2 separate regions of the Triticum aestivum genome follow, and region 1 is linked to region 2. Evidence: chromatin contacts called from public Hi-C data. All regions are on one chromosome and are shown on one strand. Each heading gives the region's core, a stretch centred on a gene start, on an enhancer-like site or on the middle of the called end of the contact. The rest is flanking DNA. Distances are from core to core; before and after follow the strand shown. Region 1 holds the start of LOC123054001 (3-hydroxyacyl-[acyl-carrier-protein] dehydratase FabZ). Region 2 holds the start of LOC123054000 (probable low-specificity L-threonine aldolase 1).

Region 1 (4,631 bases), core at 297-2,796, 200 kb after region 2:
GTGTTTACTCTCATGTCATATGCAACCCCAATCAAAGTTCAGGTTCTACATTTTCTGCATGAATTTTGTGCAGTTATAGATATGCACAACATTACAGATTCATTGTAAGGAAGCCTGAATCTTGTGTGTGCAGACAACTCAAAGTGTGAAACCATCTAGTAGTATCTAAAAAGACAAATATTTAAGAAGAGAGGGAGTATATTCCAAAAATCTGCATAAATCATACTTATGCATCCACAGCTAGAGTACATGAGTTGCACAGATAGTCAACCACTATAATTAATATGCATGGCTAAGAAAATTAAATTGTCTGAATTCGCTGTGGGAGATGTAACACCTTGATTAAGGGTTCGGCAAGAGCGTGACGTCTGGGCAAAGCATTGACATGTACCACCTCCGCCCCAAATTATAAGACGTTTTGTTAGGCTATTTTAGTCTATCAGAACATCTTATAATTTGGAACAGAGGAAGTATCTTTTTTTAAGAAGCATAGTTTATACCACGAAACTACAGATATCGTAACCTTGTAACACCAGCAACATAGCCTGACTCGGCCCCAAAAGGCCATTACACAACTTGATGTAAAACCCAAGATAAAATTGCCTCACATGTTGTAAGTTCAGTTCACAAACTCAATTCTCTCAACAATTGAACTTGGACTCATTCTAATCAGATCTTGTGAGAGGATCACATCGCACACAAGCAGATCTGTTCACCCAGTGGCGCTAATAAGGAGGAACTCCCCCTCACACACTACATCGCCACCCACATAAGCTTTTCCTTCCATCTTTGCAAGCCCGAACTTCTTCTGATACTTGGTGAGGGTCATCCTCATGACCAAAGTGTCACCAGCAATGACTGGCTTCCTGAATCTCACCTTATCAACCCCTGCAAAGAAGAAATTGTCTTGGGATCCACCGACTTCAGGCTGCAGCATCACGATGCCCCCGACCTGGGCCATGGCCTCAACCATGAGAACGCCGGGCATTATCGGGCGCTCCGGGAAGTGGCCGGGGAAGAAGTTGTCATTTATCGTGACATTCTTGATCGCAACAGCGTACTCTCCTGCCTTGTACTCGATCACCCTATCTACCAGAAGGAAGGGGAACCTGTGGGGCAGGATCTCGCGGATCTGGTTGATGTCCATGACGGTCGGGAAGGCGGCGAACCTTTTCTCGATGGGGAGCTCCGCCGCCGCCGCACTGTCGTCGGCCGCCGCGCAGCGCGCGACGAGGCGCTGCCTCGGCGCCCCGGGGAGCGCCCGGCGGGGGAGCGCAACGCGGCCCTGGAGCTTGAGGGGAGCCGGGAAGGGGAGTGCGGCACGGCAGGCGGATCTGGGCACGGACACGGCGGCGGCTGTCTCCATTGGGGCAGCGTGGGTGCGAGGAGCAGATTGGGTATGGGATGGGGAGTAGGGTCCCGATGGGTGGGCAGGGTGCTTGAAATCGAGGGGGAGGGGTGGCGGCGATGGGAACGAGGAGGGGAAGAGGGACGAGGGTTTTGGTTTGGCTTTGGAAGCTCCGCTGCGTTTTGGTTTGGGAAGGCGATATCATCCCTCCCGGATTTCATTGGATTATTATTTTTAAGCCAGCCTGTACGAATCTTGAATGGTTAAGGCCCAAAAATACTTACACAGCCGGCACTCCATACACGGATTTTTAGCCTGGCACGGCCCACGGGCATGCTAATAAAAGAGCCGGGCCGGCCTTCTGCCCACCACGGAACAAGGCTTGTTCCCAAGGCAAGCAAACTCCAACCGGCCGACGTAAACGAACGTAGATTTGGGAAAATTCTATTGGACGCACACTGCATCAAACTGCCGGCTCTTTGCACAGGCGAGCGACCGAGCAGCGACGCGATGGGCCGGCCCAATAAGCAACAACGCCAGCCGGTTTTGGAAACCTTCTAGAAGGTTCCCTGAACTGTTTTTTTGTTTCTTTTACCGGTTTTTTTATTTCTTTTTTTTTCTGTTTCTTTTTTCTACTTTCCTCTTTCTTATTTTTTTCGTTTTCGTTTTTTAGTTCTTCTTTTTCAAGGTTATTTTACTTTTTAAAACTAAGTACATATTCAGATTTTGTTCTTAATTTTCAAAAAATGTTCGTGCTTTTAAGAAACGTTCAAAATTTCAAAAAAATGCGGTCTTCGAAAATTGTTCATAAATTCAAAAAATGTTCGGGATTTTCCAAAATGTTCTTGTTTTTCAAAAAATAAACCGAAAGCTTTTGTTCAAAATTTTCACAACTTTTCAAAAAATGTTCAGGCGTTAAAAAATTGTTCGCAAATTGCAAACAATGTTCATGTTTTCATATCTCCGGAGTTTCAAACATTTTCCCAGTTTCATAAATTGTTCACAAGTTTCAAAAAATGTTCGTGTCTTCAAATTTTGTTCAGGAGTTTTGAAATATGTTCGCTTCTCCAAATTTGTTATGGAATTTGGAAATATGTTCTGTTTTCAAGGAATTTCCATGATTCCAAACAATGATCCTGTTTTTGAAAATGTTATATTTTTTTGAAAATTTGTTCAGAAATTTTGCAAAATGTTCTTGTGTTAAATTTTTTCCAAAAAATGAAAAAAATGTTCATGTTTTCAAAAATTGTTCGTAAATAAAAAATGTTCGGGGAATTTGATAAAATTTCTCGTTTTGAATAATTGTTCGTAATTTTGAAAAATGTTCGCGCTTTCAAAATATGTTCTTCGTTTCTTTTTTGGTTTTATTTTTCTTTCCTTTTTTGTTGTTATTTTTCTTGTTTCTTTTGTTTGAAATTTTCAAATATTTTTCTCAATTTTAAAAAATGTTCTCATGTTCAAAATTTGAAAAATTGTTCGTGTTTCAATTCTGGAATTTTAAAATGTTCTTGTTTACAATTTCAGAAAATTGCTAGTAATTTGAAAATATGTTATAGTTTTCAAAATATGTTCACGATTTCAAAAAATATTTCATGGATTTCAAATAAATATTTCATGTTCGTCTTTTTTAAAAATGCATTAGCTACAGTACTCCTACAGTACCTGCAGCATGTCCTTACGGGTGCATAGTTCTTGAAAGACTGCCCTGCTTATATGTCAGCAAAACATTGATTGGTCTGTTGGCTATCGTCGCACGCACAACAGCGGGACGATCATGGTTCGATTCGCAGTAAGCACGCGCATTTACCTTTCTGTATTTTTCAATTCCGTGAAACACTGCGCATCGCCGCACAGTCAGCCCGCGAACGAAAAACCCCAACTAGTTTTTTTTTTTAGAAAACGTCGGACTTTATTAATCAAGCAAACAAGTTAAATACAAGGATTTACAGAGTTCAAACTAGACCGAGCTAAAACATGAGCTAACACATTACGATGCCGACGAACATGCTTGAAAGTCATAGAAGATAGAGCCCCACATGCCAACTTGATTTCAGCAACAAAGGAACCCACGGTGGAGCGGTCCAGGACCGAAGAGTTTAGCCGTTGAATCACCGAGAGACAATCCGATTGGAAGATCACATTAGCATAACTCTCGTCTCTGACCAACCTGGCCGCGCAGCGAAGGGCAAGAGCCTCCGCCACCTCAGGAGAAGAAACACCCGGGAGGGGTTCAGAAGCAGCAGCAACACACATGCCCGTGTGGTCTAGAACGACAACTCCAGCCGCGGCCAAATCACCGGACGGGGCAACAGCTGCATCAGCAGACACAAGCAAAGTACCAAGCGGCGGCGGAGACCACGAAGAGCCAGAAGCTGGAGTCACACGCTTAGATGCAGAGTCCGGTTTGAAAAGATGCTGGAAGATCATGTCCATATAAGCACGCACCTTCGCTGCTGTACGCTTTGGAGGAGGAGCATCAGGTTCATTCCGCGCCACATTACGAGCTTCCCAGATGTGCCAAAAGGCGACCGTCATGATGGAGGCTTCGTGCTCAGAGGCACGGGACAGGAAACTGAACAACCATTGCTTTGGATTCGCAAACGATGAGCGACACAGCTTGACAGAGAAACAAGCCTTGACCTCATCCCAGACAGCCCGAGCATGGGGGCAAAAAAGCATCGTATGCTCGATACTTTCGTGACGACCACAGAAGTAGCAGTCTGTCCTCGTTGGGACCTGACGACGGCGAAGTTGCTCGCCCGAGGGTAGACAATCATGCGCAAACCTCCACAGCACCACCTTCATCTTATTCGGCACGTTGATTTTCCACGGTTTCTTCCACAGTTTTTCCTCCGAGGACCAACCGGAATGCTGACCCAAACCATTGCAGCTCCGATCCGCGACAAAACGGCTCGTCCTTGCCAAGTTATATGCAGAGCGGATAGTGTAATCGCCGAACTTGGTGAAAGGCTAGCGTACATAGTCAGCTCCACCATCCAAATTTATTGGGATCTGCAGGATAGCGTTAGCCACTTCCTCACTGAAAAAAGCCCGCACGGATTCCTCGTTCCAGCACCCAATTTCTTCATCCAACAAGCAGTGAACCTTGGCATTGGCAGGGATTGGTGAGAGAGGCTGAAGCAAGGCCGGAGGAACGGAGGGGATCCAGTGGTCCTTCAAGATATGAATATGTCTACCATCACCAACAGCCCACTGAACACCCTTCTTCAGAAGCTCCTGGCCGTGCAGAATGGCACGCCAAGTTGCCGAGGCCGAGCTCGGT
Region 2 (4,986 bases), core at 853-3,352:
TATGAAACCTGCTAAAACTTTAGCCTTCGTATGGTCATCGGCAAGCTTGCCTACCGTGTCGCGAACCGCAACATAGGCAGCAGCACAGAGAATTCCAACCTGCCTCATTCCACCACCTAGTGTCTTCCTAAGAATCTTAGCCTGAAAAAGGTATTCTTCAGATTTCCGTTACATGTTCTCTTAAGCAGCTTAAACTCAGTAGCAGAATATCCATCGTCACCTTGTATATGAAGTCCTTCGAACCAACAATAACTGATCCAACAGGAGCACCTAAACCTTTCGATAGGCATACCTGCACTTTGACGTTTAACAGAGAAATACAGTCACACATCCTATATTAGTGTAGCCCATTCTTACCCGGGTTGCATAATCTAGGAATATAGCGAGCAAATTGCTACGTACCGAAACTGAATCAGCGGCTCTCACAAGTCTATGAACAGGAACGCCGAGTGCCTGACACGACGACAGTGACGGAAAGTTTCAGGAGACTGAATATGCATACTTCGTACTTACTCATGCCGGTTTATTCTGATCACACACTACTTACCACGGAAGCGTTAAAAATACGAGCTCCGTCGATATGAAGCTTCAAGCCATGGCTTTGAGCAACCTCACCAACCTTGTCGGTGTACTCTACAGACAGACACTTCCCACCAGTGCTGCAGCAACAAGAAGAAAATTATGAACCAGATTCAGGTAAAAACACCACGGGTCATTCTGATCAGTAACATCAGCAGCAACGTGCATCAGAGAGCAACTCACTTTCCGTGTGTGTTCTCCAAGCAGATGAGCCTGGTGGTGGGATAATACATGGCCCCGTCCCGATGCCTGATGGCGGCAACGATCTTGTCGACGTCCATGGTGCCGTCGGGATTGTTGGGCACGGTCCTGGGGTGGACGCCGCCGAGGGTGGCGATGCCCCCGTTCTCGTAGATGTGGATGTGGGAGTTGTCCCCGAGGATGACCTCGCTGCCCCTGGTGTCGCAGTGCGCGAGGACGGAGACGAGGTTGCCCATGGTGCCCGACGGCACGAACAGGGCCGCCTCCTTGCCCATGATCCTGGCCATCTCCGCCTCGAAGCGCTGCGCGGTCGGGTCCGCGCCGAGGACGTCGTCGTCCACCTCCGCCGCGGCCATGGCGGCGCGCATGGCCTCGGATGGCTTGGTGACCGTGTCGGAGCGGAGGTCCACCACCTTGGTCACCATCCTGCCTGTGTGGCTGTAGCTGGAGCTCACGCTTCAGCAGGATCACGTACGACTCAGGAGCTAGAATGGTCCATATGAAGCGTTCTGTTAGCAGCGCACTGTAAATCTTGGATGCACCAGTGAGTGGTGCAATTTTTCGTTCGGTAAGAGAAAATTTCATGCCAAATCAACATCTTGCAAGCTGTCAACTAATCAAGAACTCCCACACGTACGGAAAACCAAAAAGGAGACGTCATTTTTTTACATTGCACAGGAGTGCCCGGAACTTGGCACGCAGCGGACAGACACGGCCTCCACTCCACGGCTCAGCACGCACACACGCCAAATGTGTGCAGGTGCAACCAGGAAGGATACATACAACTCTATCCGTCCAACAACCACAAACTTTGGCGCCTTTTCGGGGACCATGCCGATGCATGTCACGCATTTCCTCTGAGATTTTTGGAAAACGGCGAAAGGATGAACACCCGCACGGCGGCTTCAAGAAGAATGGAACTGTGGTTGGGGGTGGAAGGGAACGAAGGGGCAAATTAACGTGGCACCGCGCATCGCAAGGTGGTATCATCGTTGAGGAACAACAAATATTTTAGCAATCTACTCCTATCCATGGCACGAAACGAGGAGGAGAGGAGACGAGTGCGCGCGCGTTCGTGCATCATCAATCCGTAATAAAACAGTGAATAAAACTTGATACTAGAAGAGGATGAGGAGGGGGGGTCTGAGGGGCTGAGGCGCACCAGAATCCCTGGACGAGGCGGAGCCCGATGGAGCCGAGGCGGAAGGGAAAAGAAGAGCTGAGTGGAGAGTGGTCCGTCTGGCTTCGGAGCTGGCCTTGGCCGCTGCGGAGTCGCGCTTTATACGTGACGACGAGGGTTGGGCGCCGCCTGCCTGAGGAAGAGGAGCTGGACGAGACGCCGTACGTTTACCTTACCTAGGCGCCCTCACGCGATCGGCCACGCCCGTTTCTTGACCACTCGTTGTCACGTGCCCGCGGGCGCCTCCACGTAGGACAGCGCTGGACCGTTGCTTTTCTTGGCCGCCTCCTTCCCTCCAGCTGTGGGTGATAGTCCTAGTAGATGCGTCACGTCCTCCAACTCCAATGGTACCGGAAAAGGGAAGAGGCCAAGAAAATCAGCCTAGTGCCGGCTGTGAAATTAGCCGGGACGGTCCAATACCGAATGGTCGGTCTGCGTCGGCCTACTCAGCTCACACAAAGATACCAAGTGGTAGAATAATAAGAATATTCAGCACGCAAACGCCGCCAACCAGAACTCGTCTCTCGTTCGAGTTTGTACACTTGCACCGTGGAAATGTTCTCTGAAAGAGGCATGCACGCACTTGATTCGGTACGCATTTCACCTTTCGACCGGGCTACCAGCGACACATGTTACATGCGTGGCAAGTTGCAGTTAAGGCTGGCTTCACTGGAGGCCATCTTCCACAGACCATCCATAGGTGTCTAGACAGAATTCTGCAAGACTCTCTCACTTGTCCCGTAGCATGCATTGTTGAAAGTATATGGTCTCAGAGTACAAGTTGGTTTTGGTGGCCTCGCTTGCGACCGGGGTCCTAGCTAGGCCACCAGATATTTTGCCTTGCATTTCACAAGGTGGCTGCCGAGAATGCAAAAGGTAACTACGGTGCAGCTGATGAATCATCGTTATCACACCAAGTGTCAGTCCAAACCAAAAACGCGCACAAGAGTGGACGTATGTTTTTCTCCCTCTTCTTGCTATCTTGATGACGATGTGAGCTCAATCGCCGGTGCTGAGTAGCTTCACTGCTGGCGGATAGAGTTGGGCTGGACGACCCGTGCACGGCCGCCTCCTGCAAGTCCCGTACCAGATCAGCCTTTTGGGTCGGCATGATAAGCCCCCGCGTGCTTCTTTGCTTGGCTGGTTCCTCGTTCCTGCAAAACACTCGTGAATCGTGGTGGTGCCGTCTGATGCAAATGTCGTGGTAGGTCCACTAGTGTGCGTGGACTCTCCATCCAAGCACATCTGATCCTTTTTTCCTTCGGAAATCACTTAAGGCCTCTTTGATTCGCGGGATTATGAAAATGTAGGAATAGAAAAAATAGAGGATTGAAGTGGCATGTCCACTTGAATCTTATAAAGTTAGCAAGGAGTGAAAAGTGGTTGAAGTGGATGTTAGATTTTCTATAAAATGTAGTACAAAAGATTTCATGAGAAAAATTCCTATGAGAAGCAATCCTATGAATTAAAGGACCAACATAGGAAAAAATCCTAAGGATTTCAATCCTCCGAAATTCATATAGAATTCCTTTGAATCAAAGGAGTCCTTAGATCTTTAACCAACCAACGGCACAAACACCCCTAAAATAAACAAACACCCTTGAAAAATAAGAAATTACATCTAAGTTTCTCGGGACTGGCCGTCTTCATCCTTCAGACGGGTCGATGCCACATGCCCACGCCGTAGCATGCTACTTCGACGGTGGAGCCAGCCTGCAGTTGTTGATCACGGACAAAAAGTTACGAACACCATGGTCCTGCTGGATCAGTGCACTGGTGAAGAAGACAAAGCTGAAGGACGAAACTGCAAAGGAAGCCGCCAACACTGATGTGACGCCCGGATAATTAAACTACAATAATCCTCTACTAATGGTGCCACGTCACCTCCGTTACTGTTGCTAATCTCTCGTTAGTTCAAAAAACCGATTCAAATTCAAATTCAAAATCAAGCAAACAATAAAAGTTTTCAAATATTAAAACTAAAATGTCCGGAGTGAACCAAATAATGCACAGGTAATTATGGTGGAGAAACCACACCTTTATAAAATATTTAAATACTATAAGATAAATAAAACAGTAACGAAAACTATTATTTAAATACTTTTAGTTATTAAATAATTATGAAACTATTTTAGCTTGGGTAGCAAGTTAATGTGGCAGTGGCATATTTGGTAATATCAAATACGGTGCCATTTTGGTATTTTGCTAACACAAAAAAGGAAACTAAAAGAAAACAGAAAAGTAAAATAAATAAAAGAAAAGAAAAGAAAACTAGCAGAAAACAAAATGAGAGAAGGAAACCCCCTCCCACTGGGCTCAGGCCCAGCAGGCCACCGGCCCAGCTGCCGGCCAGCCTAGCCGGCGCTCCCTTATCATCTCCCCCCCCCCGAAACCCTAATCTAACTGCACCACTCCCCCCACTCGCGCCCCCACTCTTCCTCTCCCCCGATCCAATCGGGATCGGGCCTGACGCCGCGCCTTCCCGGATCCCGTCGCCGGAACCACGCCGCTGGCCTCTCCGTCATTGACGCGTCCCCGTCCTCCTCACCGCCGGCCTGCCTCCCCACCGCGCGTCGTCCCCGTCGACCACCCTAACCCCCGCTGCCCCGTCCCTACGAACCCCGGTGAGGCCTGGGCCCTCCTCTCTCCTGTCCCCGTGTGCATGGGTGAGAGTATTCATGGAGAATTCCGGAGCTAGTTCCTCCGGGATCAGTGATGTCGAGCAGATGATGAAGGAGTTGGGACTGAAGGAGGAGGACTTGGACGATGTGGTCTTCGATGAGCAACCTGCGCCGCCGGAGGGGCCGAGATGGGTAGCCCTAGCTAGGGTTAACACCTCCAAAATCTACAGCCAGACTTGGTTCTTCAGAAACATGAGATCGGCATGGGATATTGCGCAAGAGGCCAGGTTCAAGCCTCTGGAGGAAAACTTGTATACGGTCACATTCACTTGCTTGGGTGACTGGGAGAGAGTTATGAACGACGGCCCATGGAATTTCAGGGGAGATGCGGTGATTCTGCTGCCA

The links. A called contact is a pair of places that touch in the nucleus more often than the background predicts.
Region 1: a Hi-C map of leaf shows a contact between it and region 2, with 4 times the contacts expected there. The contact joins the promoter of LOC123054001 here to the promoter of LOC123054000 in region 2. A contact is called at or near these places in 2 of 5 Hi-C or Micro-C datasets (both in leaf).

What each region holds. Positions count from the first base shown.
Region 1 is chr2D:486,044,832-486,049,462 of IWGSC CS RefSeq v2.1, forward strand. LOC123054001 (3-hydroxyacyl-[acyl-carrier-protein] dehydratase FabZ) reads right to left here and starts at 1,547. Exons shown (of 1, transcript XM_044477640.1): 1 at 520-1,547. The coding sequence starts at 1,366. The coding sequence ends at 713.
Region 2 is chr2D:485,840,265-485,845,250 of IWGSC CS RefSeq v2.1, forward strand. LOC123054000 (probable low-specificity L-threonine aldolase 1) reads right to left here and starts at 2,103. Exons shown (of 10, transcript XM_044477638.1): 1 at 1,943-2,103; 2 at 763-1,265; 3 at 548-659; 4 at 403-453; 5 at 221-292; 6 at 9-141. The coding sequence starts at 1,205.